Linked DNA regions of Arachis hypogaea: region 2 is linked to region 1. The links are chromatin contacts, called in public Hi-C maps. All regions are on one chromosome and are shown on one strand. The core of a region is the stretch at or near the end of the contact, and the rest is flanking DNA. Distances in the headings are between cores, read along the strand shown.

Evidence for each region. A called contact is a pair of places that touch in the nucleus more often than the background predicts.
Region 2: a contact with region 1 is called in a Hi-C map of leaf, with 2.1 times the contacts expected there. The contact joins the promoter of LOC112776101 here to the enhancer-like site in region 1. A contact is called at or near these places in 3 of 8 Hi-C or Micro-C datasets (leaf and an unstated tissue).

The regions. Positions count from the first base shown.
Region 1 is chr19:26,625,787-26,633,690 of arahy.Tifrunner.gnm2.J5K5, forward strand. No RefSeq gene overlaps it. Among protein-coding and RNA genes, the nearest start is that of LOC112776966, 5.6 kb to the left of the region's middle. Within about 2 kb of position 5,100, at least 2 of the 3 cell types and tissues checked have open chromatin away from gene starts, as enhancers often do.
Region 2 is chr19:26,683,590-26,691,493 of arahy.Tifrunner.gnm2.J5K5, forward strand. It overlaps LOC112776101, which reads left to right and starts at 4,366. Exons shown (of 2, transcript XM_025820088.3): 1 at 4,366-5,368; 2 at 6,045-6,745. The coding sequence starts at 4,810. The coding sequence ends at 6,133. It overlaps LOC112776100 (pectin acetylesterase 12), which reads right to left. Exons shown (of 12, transcript XM_025820086.3): 11 at 7,592-7,737; 12 at 6,901-7,302. The coding sequence ends at 7,195.

The DNA.
Region 1 (7,904 bases), core at 3,850-6,349:
AGTAGAATTAGAATTTGAATGAGGTTACAGAAAAATTTTAAAATTTGTAATGTTTTTTAGTTTGAATATGTAAAGAGAAACTCATTTTTTATTAGTATAAAATTAGTTTTATTTTTTGGCAATAAAATTTATTAGCATCTTAAATATTTGTTGATAGAAATGGTAATTTATAAAAAAAAAATAAAAACTAAGAATAATAAATCTTACTACAAATTAAATGGGAGAAGAAAACATGAATAACAATAACTTTGTTTATTCAACAATGCAAACCTATATTTGTTAGTATATATATAAAGAAAATCACCTCTTAACTACATTTACATTATTTCTCTTTTCACTAAATTTTTTGTCCAAATATGCAAAGTCACCTCTCAACTACACATTATTTTTTCTTTTTCGTACAACTTAGTAAAATACAATGCGGTTAATATGTGTCTTTAATTTGTTTATTCCACAAACCCAAACAAAACTATTTTGTTCAAATATCACTTTTTTTAGTTTAAAACTTTGCTTTATTTTAAATTAACAAAAGTTAAAATTTATAGAAAAAGTTGTGCGTGATTTTTAGGCTAATTTTGTAGATATGAAAAAAAATTATGTGTAATTCATAATAATGATTAATTGGTGTATTTTTTTATATAATTTGTTTTTTAATTTTAAATAATTAATAAATCGGACCCTCAAATTTAAAGAATAATAAAATTGGTAGAAAAATTTAAAAGTCAGATTTCCTATGTTCACAAATTGGATCATCGAATTTGTGTTAGAATAATTTTTTTCTATCGTAAAACAAATAGGAGGATCCGATTTGCATATTTAAAATTTTTTTAATACTAAAATATAAATTTGAGGGTTGGATTTGTATGTTTAAAAAAAAAAAAACATTTGCAAGGTAAAAAAAATTAAAAGTTATAAATCTGACCCTCAAATTTATGCTCTTCACATAAAAAAACACATTATTTAAAAACACCATTGAAAATCCAACACCAAAATTAAAAATCGTGATTTTTACTTATAGATGTTTAAAATGCTCACAAAACTACTAAAAACCGAAACTGACGTCATAAGCCCTATAGACAAAATTATCCAACTACTTAAAAATTAATTAAAATTTTTAAACTATTCTTCCTAATCCTAGACCCTACAAAAGTAAGAAGACCAACATATTTGGAGTGATTTTCAACTACCTTAGAATGATTTAAAGTCTAAAAGTGGTCTCTGAAGTTGCACTCGAGTTTTAAAGTGGTCCCTGAAGTTAATAGTTACCCAATTTCATCCTCGAACTTGCACTCCAGAACTCATACTAGTCTCTAAAACATTTTCCGTTACACTAAAACAGCGTCGTTTTGTATTATATATATATAAGAGCATCCCCCTCCCCTTCCCCTTCCCCTTCCCCTTCCCCTTCCCTTTCCCCAACGCTCACTATCCTTTTCCTCTCATCTTCGACATCTCTCTCTGGCCACCCACCAATGCCCGTCTCAGCTTTTTCTTTCTTTTCACCAAAGTATGCATCTTTTACCTCTTAAAACCACTTTTCGCTTCTTGAACTTCTTGCTTTCTTCATCAAACACACAAAGAAAAAGATAAAACAAGGAGAGGAGAAAATCAAGGAGAAGAAGAATAGGAAGAGGAGACAAAAAGGGGCAGGCCAGCGGCGCAGGGTGATGCTCTGTAAGTGATGATGAGGTCGAAGGGAAGAAGCAGGCCAGCGGCATAGGGTGGTGGAAGCGGTGGCTAGTCTTGCGCGAAGAGGAGGAGAAAAACAAGGAGAAGAAGAATAGGAAGAGGAGGGAAGAAGAAGGGGTCATGGGGTGGTCTCTGGGGTTGCTAGCGGCTGACAGCTGGCGGCTTGGGAAGGAACAACAGAGGGAGACGTCGCAGTAGTCTGGGTTCGACGGCGGCGCTCGGGTGGTGGTAGCCAGCAGCGAGGTTGTGGAGAAAAGGCGCTGGCTTCAATGGTCCAGTGGGTTGCGCCGGTGGTCCGCGACGTTGCCGGCGGAGAGGGAGGTGTCCGCTGGCAGTGGCTCGTTGGCGGTGGAAAAGTGATGATGAGAAGTCAAGGAACACAAAGAATATGAGGAAAAGAAGAAAAAGAGGAAGGAAAAGAGGAACGGAGGGGGAGGTCCAGGTTTTTTATTTTTTTATGAATATAAAACATCGTTTTAGTGTCTCAATGAACGAAAAATATTTTAGGGACTAGTATGAGTCCCGAAGTGCAAGTTTAAGGATGAAATTAGGTAATTATTAACTTTAGGAACCACTTTAAGACTTGAGTGTAATTTTAAGAACTACTTTAAAGCTTAACTCCCTTAGAATACATCTACTCTTGCACTATGATACTAGATGTATTCAAGCAAAAGAGATTTTTTATTTGTGCAGAGTTAGATTTACTAGCTGGAATAAAATTTGTTGGCATGTTTCGGGAATCAACCTAACTTCTTCTCATCCCTTTTAAAGATGAAATATTATCTTCTGCGAAAAAAAAAATAATAAAAAAATAAAAAAATAAAAAAAAATAAAAAAGATCACTAATTTCTAATGTATGCGCGATTTTGATGCTTGTATCAATTTTATCTGATAGTACCTCTAATGTGGGCAACAAAATTAAATAATTAAGAACTGGTATGAAAATTGTAATGTATGGTAAACATGAGTTCAATTGAAGTCAAATTTTGAATCTTGCAGACCCATTAGACAACTAATTCTTTCAATATGACGTTATTGGCGAATATGTAAGAGAAACTAAATTAAATTAAAATTAAAAAAAAATGAAAAAACAAGAAAAAGTAGAGAGATAGAAAAAGGTATTGGATGTCTCCTCTTTATAGTATGTTCCAAATCTATCTCAGAATCCGTTCGTATCCTAAATTTTTGGAAGGGACATGGTTGCAAGTGAAAAAACACTTTAACAAGGGTTAATATTCAAATTCGTTCTTAAAAGATCACGTGATTTTTATTTTTGTCTCTGAATAATTTTTTAATTAAATTAGTCCCTGAAAAGATAAAATATAAGTCAAATTAGTCCTTTCGTCAGTTAAATGATGACGTGTCACGTTAAGTGACACATGGCATCACTTGACATGTAAAAAAGTTTTTTATAGTCAAAATAGTCTTTGAAAGTCCAGACGTAAGTCATTTTCATCCCTCAAATTTTAAAAATTAGTCAAATTAGTCCTTATATAATTTTTTATTTTTTCTTCATAATATTAAATTTGAAATATTTTTTGATACTATTAATTTTAATAGAAATGTAATTGACAAACAAAACATTAATTAGTAATTGTATCTTTTCTTCTTAAAAATTTTTTCAATAAAATTATCTCTCTCCTTTTATTCTTCTCAAAATCTCTCTTATTCTTTTCTATTCTAAAACATTTTTCTTACATTATTAGATTTTGCTGGAATATATATATATATATACTCAAAATTGAAATGTATATATTTATTAACCTAAACAAAGTTATATGCTCAAAATTAAAATTTATGTATGTTAACCTAAACAAAGTTATACCACTATTTTTTTTCTACTACATCTTTTTTTTTCCATTACGGTATTACTTACATATAGGATGTAATGGTAGTGATACTTAGAGTCAAAATTCAAGAAGATCCACAAATTTTGCTTCAATTCCAAACTTTACAAAAATATTGAAAATTTGTTGCTTTATTATTATTATTATTATTATTATTATTATTATTATTATTATTATTATTATTATTATTATTATAAACGAATTGCTTCTTAAGCGTAATACGTGCAAAGATCGTAATAAATTTTTGTGTTTTATATGTTTGAGATAGATTATATAATTTTTCTTTTAATTTCACAAATCAATGAAATAAAATGAAATAGGAAACATTATACCTATGCATAACACAGGCTACTCCGCACTAGTACATTATATAAATAGATATGTTTCGTATTAAAATAAAATTCCTTTTGTTTTAAATGAAATATTTAAAAAATTATATTAGAATATTAAGATTTAAAAAGTGATTCCATAATTCAGTTTTTCAATTATTGAGTTTTACTATATAAATTAAACAATAATAAAAATTATAATTTTAAAAAATTTAAAAGATTTAAAATTTAAAATAATTACTATATTATTTAGTAAAATTTAAAATATTAAATTTTTAAATATATAATCAACAATAATTTGATAAACTCATTTAAATAAAAAAAAATTCACATAAAAAATTACAATTTGAAAATGTAAAATTTTAAAATACAAATGACAAAATAATTTTATAAAAATTTAATTATTTTTATTATTTTATGTAAAGAGAATTTTGTTTATTAAGGTTTAAAAAATAATATTAAAATTAGTAGTATCAAAAAATATTGTAAATTTAATATTATAAAAAAATTATATAAGGACTAGTTTGACTAATTTTTAAAATTTGAGGGATGAAAATGACTTACGTCTAGACTTTCAAGGACTATTTTGACTATAAAAAACTTTTTTACATGTTAAGTGACACATGATTTGTCACTGACCTGCCAGGTGGCATGCCACGTGGTACTTCACGTGACACGTCATCATCCAACTGACGAAAAGACTAATTTGACTTACATTTTATCTTTCAGGGACTAATTTGATTAAAAAAAATCATTCAGAGACGATCGCGTGATCTTTCAAGACTAATTTGAGTATTAACCCCAAGTTCAAGTATTCAACTAAGTTTTAAGTGTTAACTATGGCAATCTACTTTTTTTAATTATATTTATAAGAAATTTTCTATAGGGAAGACTTTTTAGTTACAAAACATGCGTTGGGGGCTAGGCCCAAATATTAGCAGGGACAAAATGTGTGTGAATAGAATTAGACTCTTAATCTTCTAGAATCATACTCTTACCAAAAAAAAACGAATTAGACTATCTAGGAGCACTAGAATTGCCATTTTCCCCATAATATATGGGCTACTGTGGGCAATGGTAGTTAGCATAGCTTTTTTGTTTTTTGAAGACCTAACCAAAAATTTGCTTTCAAAACCGGGGACCAATTTGTTATGTTTTTGTTTCTGTAAGAGGCTAATTTGTTGAAAAAAAAATTGGCTAAATTTCAATTTGGAAGATTACTCTTTCTAAGTTTCTGTTTTGTGGGATGTGTGTGTGTGAGTGTGTTGTATGACCAAAAAAAAAGTTTCTATTATATGGGTTAAGTAAGAGGGAAACCATTCTAAAAACAAGATTGATAATTAAATTAGTAAAGTTAAAAGATTCAAAAATTTCGAGATATGATCCAGGTTGAACCTAATATAATAAAATGATATATTTATATATAGATTATATCTTTCTAAAAACTTTTGAACTAGTTTTTCATTAAAAAAAATCATATTAGTTTAACCAATTCATTGACTTTTATGGTTTTACCAATTTTTTAACGATACACAGCAATCAAATTTTTTCTTTTGAACCAACTAAATAGCCAATTTTTAATTGATCCAGATGAATTAGTCAATTTAGTTTGATTATCAAAATTGAGAAAAAATTAGGGGTGAGTACAGATAGCGGGTACCCGATTACCCGTCTGAATTCAAACCGAACCAATTAAATTGGTTCTAGAATTAACGGGTAATCGGGTCTAATCCGAACCAAACCAATAACCTTTGTTACTGATCGGTTCGGATATCGATTTTAGGGTACGGAACCAAACTAACCCGTAAATCCGATTATATATTAATTAAATAAAAAAAAATAAAAAATATTGTTTTTAGTGAGTTTTGCAACTCATAATCCTAACACTTTGAAAACTAGACAAATATTTCTATTTTCCTTTTGTATTTAGCTTCTAATGTTTGGATTTTAATGTGTTTTGATTTTAGCTTCTTTGAAATATTATTCACTAGACTTTTGTATTTAGTTTCTAATATTTTTATTGCACTTTTGTATTTTCATTAGACAAAAATTATTCACTATTAATATATTTGGATTTTAATGAGTTTAGTTTTTAATGATTTGGTGTTTAATATGTTTAGATTATTTCTATTGATGTTACACGTTTATTATACTTGTTGAATTTTTTAGATAAATTTTTTTTATGAATTTCAAAGTCATCGGATACCCAATTACCATTCTTAATCGATTTGGTTTGATTCGGGTACATATACAAAAAAACGTAAGTCCGAACCAAACCGAACCAACTATATTTTGATCGGTTCGATTTTAATTTTACTTTGAACCTGAACCAAATCGACCCGTGCTCACCCTAAAAAAAATTAGAAAAATAAGTCTATTTAAATAGTAAGAAATCACGTGACAATATAAAATAAATTTCTACTATTGTTCAATTCTTCATTGATCGGGTGTTTTTGTGAAATATAAGGTAAAGATTAGCTCGTCAATTAATAATAAAAATGTACACTTAACATACTCTTGATGATTATTAATTAAAAGCATGTTTGGTATCCATGATAGGATAAAAGATAATAGTATAAGAAGAGTATTTTAGCTTTTCTTTTTTCTTTTTACTTTTATGAGTATCTAAATATCACCAAACTAATTAATCTCTCCGATCCATCAACAGAGCTTTTTTTTTTGGCCATGGGATCCATCAACATAGTCTTTAAGTCTCAACACACCAAGAGAGACAATAGTGAGAAGGACCCCAAATAATAAATGTCCTTTTTCGGTCTCTGTAATTGGTTTTGCAACTTACAGGGATGGCAACGGGGCGGGTAGGGGCAGGTTTTTGCTCTACCCAACCCCGCCCCGCCCTACAAAGAACCCGCATGAAACCCGTCTCGTCCTACCCGCGGGTAGTAAAATGTTAAACCCTAACCTGTCTTTGCGGGTATCCGTTCCGCCCCTACTCGCTCCTATAATTATTAAATCCAACAAATAAAATAAAATTTTAAAAATTATATAACCACCATTTACATACATAACATAAATTAAAGTAAAAAATTATATATGATATAATATTATTAATTATTTTACTAATTATTTTATATATGTTACATATTATATATATATATATATATATACCGGGGCGGGTAGGGGCAGGTTTAACCTAAACCCGACCCTGCCCCGCCCGGTCCAAGAACCCGCCCGTTAAAACCCGCCCCGGTGCGGGGGCGGGTAATTATCCGCCCCGAACGGGTAGGGACGGGGTGGGTACCCGCGGGTTCGGGTAGTGTTGCCACCCTTAGCCACTTAACTAGGAAATTATTAACATTAAAATGAAAATAGTTATTTATTAAAAAAAAAAAATTTAACTATCTTGTACTCTAGAATCACATGTTAAGATTAGGGTTAAGTTCAATTTTGGTCCCAACGTAGAGGTCGAAAATCGGAATCGTCCCTAACTTTTTTTTTGCTACAAAATGGTCCCCAAAGTTTCAGTTTGTTTTAAAATCGTCCTTCGGACCAAAATGCCCCTATCCCTTCTTCCCCAAAATTATGCAAAGCACCAACAGAAACATAAGCATAAGCACCACCACCACCACCACACCTGCCACCACCACACCCGCCGCCACCACCACCACCACCACACCCGCCACCACCCACCACCCACCACCCACCACCTACCACCACCATCATCATCATTATCATTATCATCATCATCATCATCATCATCATCATCATCAGAAAATCAACATCACCATCGTCATCCTCATCAAACCCATAACTCAGATCCATCAGAAAATCAACATCATCATCGTCATCCTCATCAAACCCAGAACTCAGATTCAGAATTCAAACTCAGACAAACAAAAACTCAACTAAGAAAATCATCATCATCATCAAGAACCCAGAATCAATAACAACAATACTCCAAATTTAAATTTCAACAACAACAATGTTCCACAATAAATTTCACAAAAAATCCAGAAATTTCACAAAAAATCCAATTCACAAAATTCACAGAAGAAGAAGAATCAGTGGGTATGGCGGT
Region 2 (7,904 bases), core at 3,116-5,615, 57 kb after region 1:
AGAAAAGCATATGAAAAAAAGAAGCAGAAAAAGCCAATAACCCTTTAAACCAAAAGTCAAGGGAAAAAAGGGCCCAAGGTTTTGAGCATCAGTGGTTAGGAGGGCCCAAAGCAATAAAATTCTGGCCTAAACGGCTCAAACAAGCTGTCCCTAACCATGTGCTTGTAGCGTGAAGGTGTCAAGTGAAAAGCTTGAGACTGAGCGGTTAAAGTCGTGGTCCAAAGTAAAAAGAGTGTGCTTAAGAACTCTGGACACCTCTATCTGAGGACTCTAGCAAAGCTGTGTCACAATTTGAAAAGGTTCACCCAGTTAAAGTGTTTGTGGCATGAATGTATCCTGTGGTAATACTGGAAAACAGAGTGCTTAGGGTCACGGCCAAGACTCTGAAAGCTGTGTTCAAGAATAAAAAAGAGCTAAACTAGGAAAATCAATAATATCATCTGGATTCTAAGTTCCTAAAGATGCCAGCCATTCTAACTTTCAATGGATAGTGAAATGGCAAGACTATTCAGAAACAAAAAGCTACTAAGCCCCGCTCGTCTAATTGACTGAGCTTCATTGGAAACTCAAAAATTTATTGCATCCTACTCTTATTTTCATCCTATTTCATTTTTAGTTTCTTGGGGACAAGCAACAGTTTAAGTTTGGTGTTGCGATGAGCGGATTTTTTATACGCATTTTGGCTTAGTTTACATGTAGTTTTTAATATGTTTTATTCAGTTTTTATTAAGTTTTTACAGGTTTTAGTGTTAAATTTACATTTTTGGATTTTACTTTGAGTTTGTATATTTTTGTACCATTTCAGGTATTTTTTGGCTAAATTTGAGGAGCTGGAGCAGAAGTCTGATTCAGAGACAGAGAAAGCACTGCAAATGCTATCCAAATCTGACCTTCTTGCACTTGGAAGAGATTTGCTGGAGCTACAAAAGTCCAAATGGAGCGTTCTTAATAGCTATGAAAAGCTAACTTCTAGAGCTTTCCATCAACGTATAATAGTTTATACGTTGTTTCGGATTAGAAGGCCCAAAACTGACGTCCAACGCCAGCTTCCTGCCCCCTTTCTGGCGTCCAGCACCCAAGGAGCAAAGCCCAATGTCCAAACGCCCAAAGAGGATCTCCTAGCTGGCGTTCCACGCCCAAGAGACCTCATAGCACGTGGATTTTATCAAAGTTCAGCCTAAACACTCACCAAGTGGACCTCAGAAGTGGATTTTAGCACTAGAAAGACTGTTTTACCCTTACTAGTCATTAGTTTAGTATTTAAGGAATTTTATTCATGTTATTCGAACACTTTTACACGACTTTTACATCACTTTTACCATCATACATATTTTATCATTGTTTTATACCTCAGTATGAGTTTCTAAACCTCCTAGGTTGAGGGGAGGAGCCCTGCTGAGTCTTATGAATTAATAAAAGTATTACTGTTTCTTCTTCGATCGGTGTTTGATTTACTTCTAAGATGTATATCCGATCTTCATCGTGGTGAATAGGATGATCTGACAAATTATCTTTGTTCATCAAATTAAAACGAACGTGCCTGACAAACACCCGCGTCTACTTGGATTCGTGTGAATACTTGGAAGGAAAGCACGAGCCAACAGCTAGGTTTATACATATCTCAGACGGTTAATTCATGACTTCGTTGGGGACTTCTCGATACACCAGTTCAGCCATTTTTTGGGGAGATTAGGGTCTCCGTGGTATAGGCTAGAATCCAAAGAAGCAGTATTCTCTGATCCAGAAGATTCGACCTTGTCTGTGGCATTTTAAGTATGATCGCCAGGAGAATGATTTGCTAGAGCTTCAACCTCCGTTAGATTGAATGACCAAGGGCCCTGGCGTTTATTCTGTAGCAGAGGAGATCAATGACCACGGGCAATGGATTTGATCACATACAGCCTGCCATAGAAGGACATCATCCACAAGCAAAGAAGACAGTGATACCAGAATCAATTCAGAAAGGCTAAGCAACTCCAATCCTCAACTATTCTCTTTTCATAGTTTACACGACTTCTTAGTCCTAATTACTCATTTTCTCCATTTCCATTACTGACTCTATTTGAGATAAAAAGTAATTTATACAATATTAAAACACATTAAATTATACTCCTTCTGATCTGTCTGACGAAGACCTGCAGGACAAACATAAGCTTGCTTCAAGCCACAATCCTCGTGGGATCTACCCTGACTCGCTCAGGTATTACTTGGACAACCCAGTGTACTTGCTGGTACTGCTGCTGTACGGAAAGTGTGGGGTTTGCGTACACGCCGCACCAAAGACCCAAGTTTGGTCAAGACAAAAAGGTGAAAGAAGACCTTCAGAGAAGGTCGAATATCGAGCTCCCGACACAGGAGCTGGTAGATTTTCAAAAATGCCTAAAATTTCGGATGAAGTTGGGAGGGAGCAACATTGCAAGTCCAAAGAATATTTGTCTCAAAATCAGAAAAAGGGAGTTTGATACCTAACTTTATAAAAAAGCACTCGTAGGCATAAAAAAAGGAGCTTTCCAGTTTCTCTATAGGGGAAAGCAAATCCTCTCCTCGGAATCAGCCACTATTATTTCATAATTCCTTTCATCCTCTCGACTCTCACATAGCCTATGGTATATACAAAAAGGACATTCTTTATCGACTACAAGAATAGCATAAAGGACAGAAGAATCTACCCAAGTTAAAAGAGAAGGAGGGATTTTCATCATAAGTCGTGAATAACAGACTGAAACATAAAAGCTACGCCTACAAATACAAAAATAAGTCATCATGAAAGAGTTCAGAGGTTATCTAAAAGAAGTCGGGTAAAAGACACAAAACACAAAACGTTATTTCAGAAGATCTTTTGCAAACAGAAAATATAAAAAATGGTGCCCCTACTATATCACCCGCAGCGACACCATTGGGGAGCAACATGACTATATTCTACAGCAATAAAACGATAACAAGTTTCTCCAAATTCCAGAAACACAACCAAACATTCACAACAATAACATCAGATGGCAAAAGGCAGTTTTAAAATGGAGTTTTTAGTAGACAAAGCGGCAGCAATCAATAATTTTTTTCAAAGAAAAGTTTTACAGATACAAACAAAATCAACAATACAAAGAATCTCTGCTACTAATGTCGCCCCAATACAAGAAACAGATTAAAAAAAAAAGACCAAAAGAACAGTTACACAAAAAAAGGGGTACCAAGAGTCAAGGGCACCAATTTTAATGAAGATTCGAAGAATGAAAGGGGCACGCCAAACAATAGTAAACACGAATGATCCTTTTAGTACAGTAAAACAAGATTTTCAAAAGGTCCAAGATGGAGAAATCTTGGAACTGAAAACTGTTGAGAAACAAGAAACAAAGAAAGAAAACAAAAGAATTTTGTGATGAAAGAAGCAAATGAAGAGTTTTCAAAAATGGAAGAAGGGAGAAGAAAGAAGGCGCGAAGTATTTATAAGAGAGAAAGGAAAAATAGTCATTTCACACTCCTCTTTAAAGACGTGCACAGATCCCAAGGGAACTGTCGCGTAACGTTCGTCCCTCATTTAAAAAGGCAAAGTTCAAAATTTCAAAACACGTCGAGTACCTGACCTCTTGAAGGCGGTGTACCCGGTGTCATAACTGGTACCATAAAATGCTTGAACCCGACCTCCTGAAAGCTCAGACTTAAGCAGGAGCAATGTTCATATCCTGAAAGTCAGGCCCAATAAGGATGAAAGGCCCACCCAAGAAGGTGACCTCTACTGCATACCCGACCTCTTTAAAGAGGTCAGACACGATGAAAGGGACCAGCTTATACTTATCCAAATAAGTACATATCTCCCCGAATCTCTCCGACTATCTCTATCTTTCCTGAAAGATATATCCCAACAAACTCCCTAGATTAAAGGAACAGTTACTCACCTTAAAGGTGGAACTACTTCAACAAAGGTGGTCAAACAACTCTACCATAAATACACTGATATCCTTCAAGTATACTTAAGTTCTAATCTACTAAAAACCTGCTTAAAGTCCTTGCTAACTTAAACATCGGAGTCTCTTGTAGGTACCATCCCCCACCTCCTCACGAGGAACTCAGACGGCAGCACCTCGGCACCAGAACAAGTCGGACACTGCCTCATTAGGAGTCTGGACCTCACGTTCAGACCCAAATCACCGTTTCAAGCAATTCTCGAAACATGACATATCAATATTTATGAGTTTATATATCATAAATAATAATTTAAAATTAAAAAATAAAATTTATTATTTTAATATTTTATTTTAGTTCAATTAAAATTTTATATTATTTTTAATTATTTAATCAAAATAGTTATATAAATAACAAATTTTATTAGTTTTTCATTAATATGATGCCGTCACTTCAAGATCAGACCAGTTTCATTCATCTATAAATTTTCAATAGAAATTTTATATTCTATATCAATTAATTTTTTAAAAATATCAAAAATTATACTCCAAAAAGCATTCTAGGAATTGCTCTGAGGGAACTGTAGGCTACATTTAAGGCAACTGTCTTAATATCTTTTTATTTATTATTTTTTATAAAAGAAGGTGTATGAAGTTTAATTATAAATTTGGTGGTTGAAAGTGTCTCTTCACTTGGCTAACTTATCATGAAATGAAAAACGTATGAATCACAGTTGCTAACACACAATATAACGTTGCTCTATTTTATTTTCCTCTCTTTTCCAACACAATAAACACTGTATTTTTTCTCCTTCTCTAGTAGCTCTTGCTTCAATTTCTTCAATTCATCGGTGACTGTGATCAATCAAAATAGAACTCTTCATAATTTTTATTCACATATCATTCTTCCATGTTAGAAGAAGACTTTGACAACGATATCGATGAAGGTTATGTTCATCATCAACACTCTCAAACACACAACTTGTCTCGGCTTTCTGTTTGTACCAGCAGTACTACGTACGACGTAGATGATGATGAAGAGGATGTTAATGATGTCATGGCCATGTTTGTCTCAGGCTTGTCCATAGAAAGCTTGGAAGGCGACGCAGACGCCGACGGCGAATTCTCCGAAGATCACGGCAAAGAGACCCATGCAAGGTGTTCCTCTGGCTCTGAAACCGAGTTCGGTAGCTTTTACTCTTTACCATTTCCTGGGGTGCCAATTCATACACCAATTGCAACCAAGGACTATGAAATTAACAATGATGAGGAGAAAACAAAGAAGAGGAGGATGAGGAGAAGAAGAAAGGGTAGTAAGAGCAAGAACAAAGATAAAGAGGAAGATGATGTGGTTCATGATCAAAGTGTGAAAGGTAGGAGCAGGTCACTGTGCATGGACATGGAGGAAGTGAAGGCTTGTACGGATCTTGGGTTTGGATTCCAGATTCCCACTCGTCTTTCTTTTCCTGGTAAGAAGCTTTTTTACGTGAAATATCTTATTTAAATTAGGAAAAGTATAGGTAAGTAACAACATTTTTTAACAATGTGTGAACAATGTAAATTAATAAAGTTAAAAGAGTAAATTAATCTTAAATTTAATTAATAGCATTAAATTAGGATGTAGTGTATTTTTATTTAATTGGTAGTTGTTCATGTTGTTCAAGATAGTCATTGTTTACCTGGCAATTTTCAATTAAATTATTCTGTTAGTCTTAGAATTATTCTTAAGTCTTACGTTTTAAAAACTTTTAATTGGATTTTTTTAATTAGATTTTTTTAACATATTTTAAGTTAAATATTTTTGGAACGTAAGGATGTGATTATAAAATAAAAAATAGAAACTCAATAAGAAATTTGATAAAATTATAGAAATATTGTATTATAATTTAGTCATACATATTAAATTATCTAATGGTTTTTATTTACCCTTTTGAAGTGGTTTCTGTTATTTTGTATTCTTTTTATAATGAATACACTTGCATGGTGGGGTGTTTTAACACTTTAACTTTGTTAAGATTTGGAACTACAACTAAATATAACAAATTTGGAACTACACTTTAATCTATTAGGCGGAGTGATCTGCTGCCTGATTAGGTTTTGGGGTTTCTTAATTTTTTTTAACCCATACTTTTCCTTTTCAATTAGGTGATGATCCACGAGAAGTTAAGGCTCGGCTAAAAATGTGGGCACACGCAGTAGCAGTATCTGCATCCAAATACAGCACTTCATTTTAGTGCATATTTTCTACAATACAGACATTGATTAACTGAGTAACCACCAAATTGGACGGATCAAAATCCTCTAAAGTAAAGAGATTTATAAAGTAAGAAAGCAACTATCTATAAGAAAGCAACTATCTAATCACCATTAAGTTAAGAAAATGAGACTCACATACAATGAAGGTTATAAATTTGATGGTAATTAATATCTTATTTTATTCCTTTACCAATTTCCTCACCGTAAAAAGCGTCTCATTTATCATGAAAAATCATTCTTAAGCTATGGAAAGTTTTGTTAAACATTATACATTCTAGTAAGGTATGATCTATAATCTTCTCCAACCGGTGAAGGACTTTACATACTCGGTTAGCTTTCTATTATCTTTAAGCTTCCAATACATGTATATAAAGTTTGTTCTTTCCACTAGGAATCTCTATTTGTTCTTGTCCTCTTGAGGTGTTTCTCAAATTCCCCATCCCCTTGGAGTGTTGTGTTTTGGTTGTAAGTAGAAGTGTGGAAGGTGGGAATTTTGGATGCATATTTCAAAGTGAATTATTGGTCACTGTATTCTTCTACTACTGTCTAATCAATTTGCTAAAGATGTAATTGGTCTTCTTGATTTGTCATATCCTCTTATTATGTTAGATTTTTGCACTACTCACATGACTTTCCATTAGAAAAATACAAGGTGAAATTACTAAAATTTTTCTCATGACAATTGCATACTCTGGTTTTTCCATAACAATTTAACGAAAGTTAAATACATAAATGGTGATTACAATGTTGAAAGAGTAAATATCATATAGTAACACAAGGTAAATATATCATTCATATTACTATAGGAGGGGAAAAAACAAGTGTACCCGCTTAAATGAATACTAATGGATGTAACTGAAATAGACTTATTATTTCAGTGGAAATTTATGGTGAGACACTTGATAGTGTTCACCTCAAACAAGGATATTCTTTTTTGTTTTCAGAAAAATTAATGAATGATAAATACATATATGGCGATTACAAAGATGAAAGTGTAAACATCACATCACAATTGGTTGCAGAAGAAAATTAATTTGGCTCACTTAAACACCAGATTGTGGCAAGTATTGTCACAGGGATAAGCACAGTCAATGGCTTTAACTACTTCTCGGTCGAAATACCAGTCTCCGACAGCAACTGCAATTGGCTGCACAATAAGTATTCAATCATATGTTCACGCAGAATAAACGATCATTTTTAACCATAAAAGATTTGAGCATTTTTTGACCATGAAAAAGGAAAACTAACTCGATATCAATAAAAAATGTATAGAACTCTATATCCATTGCCTATGTTTCAAACTATTTTAACTAGCCCCATTTAAAGGAAGAATTTATGAGTCTAGGCAGAGAAATTGTGACACTACCCCTCATAGTTTCTTTGATTTAACTGTATCACTGTAAGAGAAAGACAATGCAAATCTAAATCAAGCATACCTTGTTGTCAAGTAGGGGAGAGTTATCAGCAAACCATGTCTCTTGTCTCTCAGACTGGCAATGAGCAAAACAAGAATTTATGAATAGTCCAGTTTGAGGTGTGTTTGCGAAGTCTTTCAAGTCGTTTAGCAATTGATCTCTGAAGTCTGCTTCAAAGGAGAGACAATTATAATGTTACAACAAAATCGGATAATCGCATATGTGCATCTTGCTTTGTTTAAATCATAGCATAGAGTCAAAATATTACATGGAAATTAGGAAAATCTTCATATATGCATATCAATTTCTGTGCATAGTTCACAGTACTAGAGAC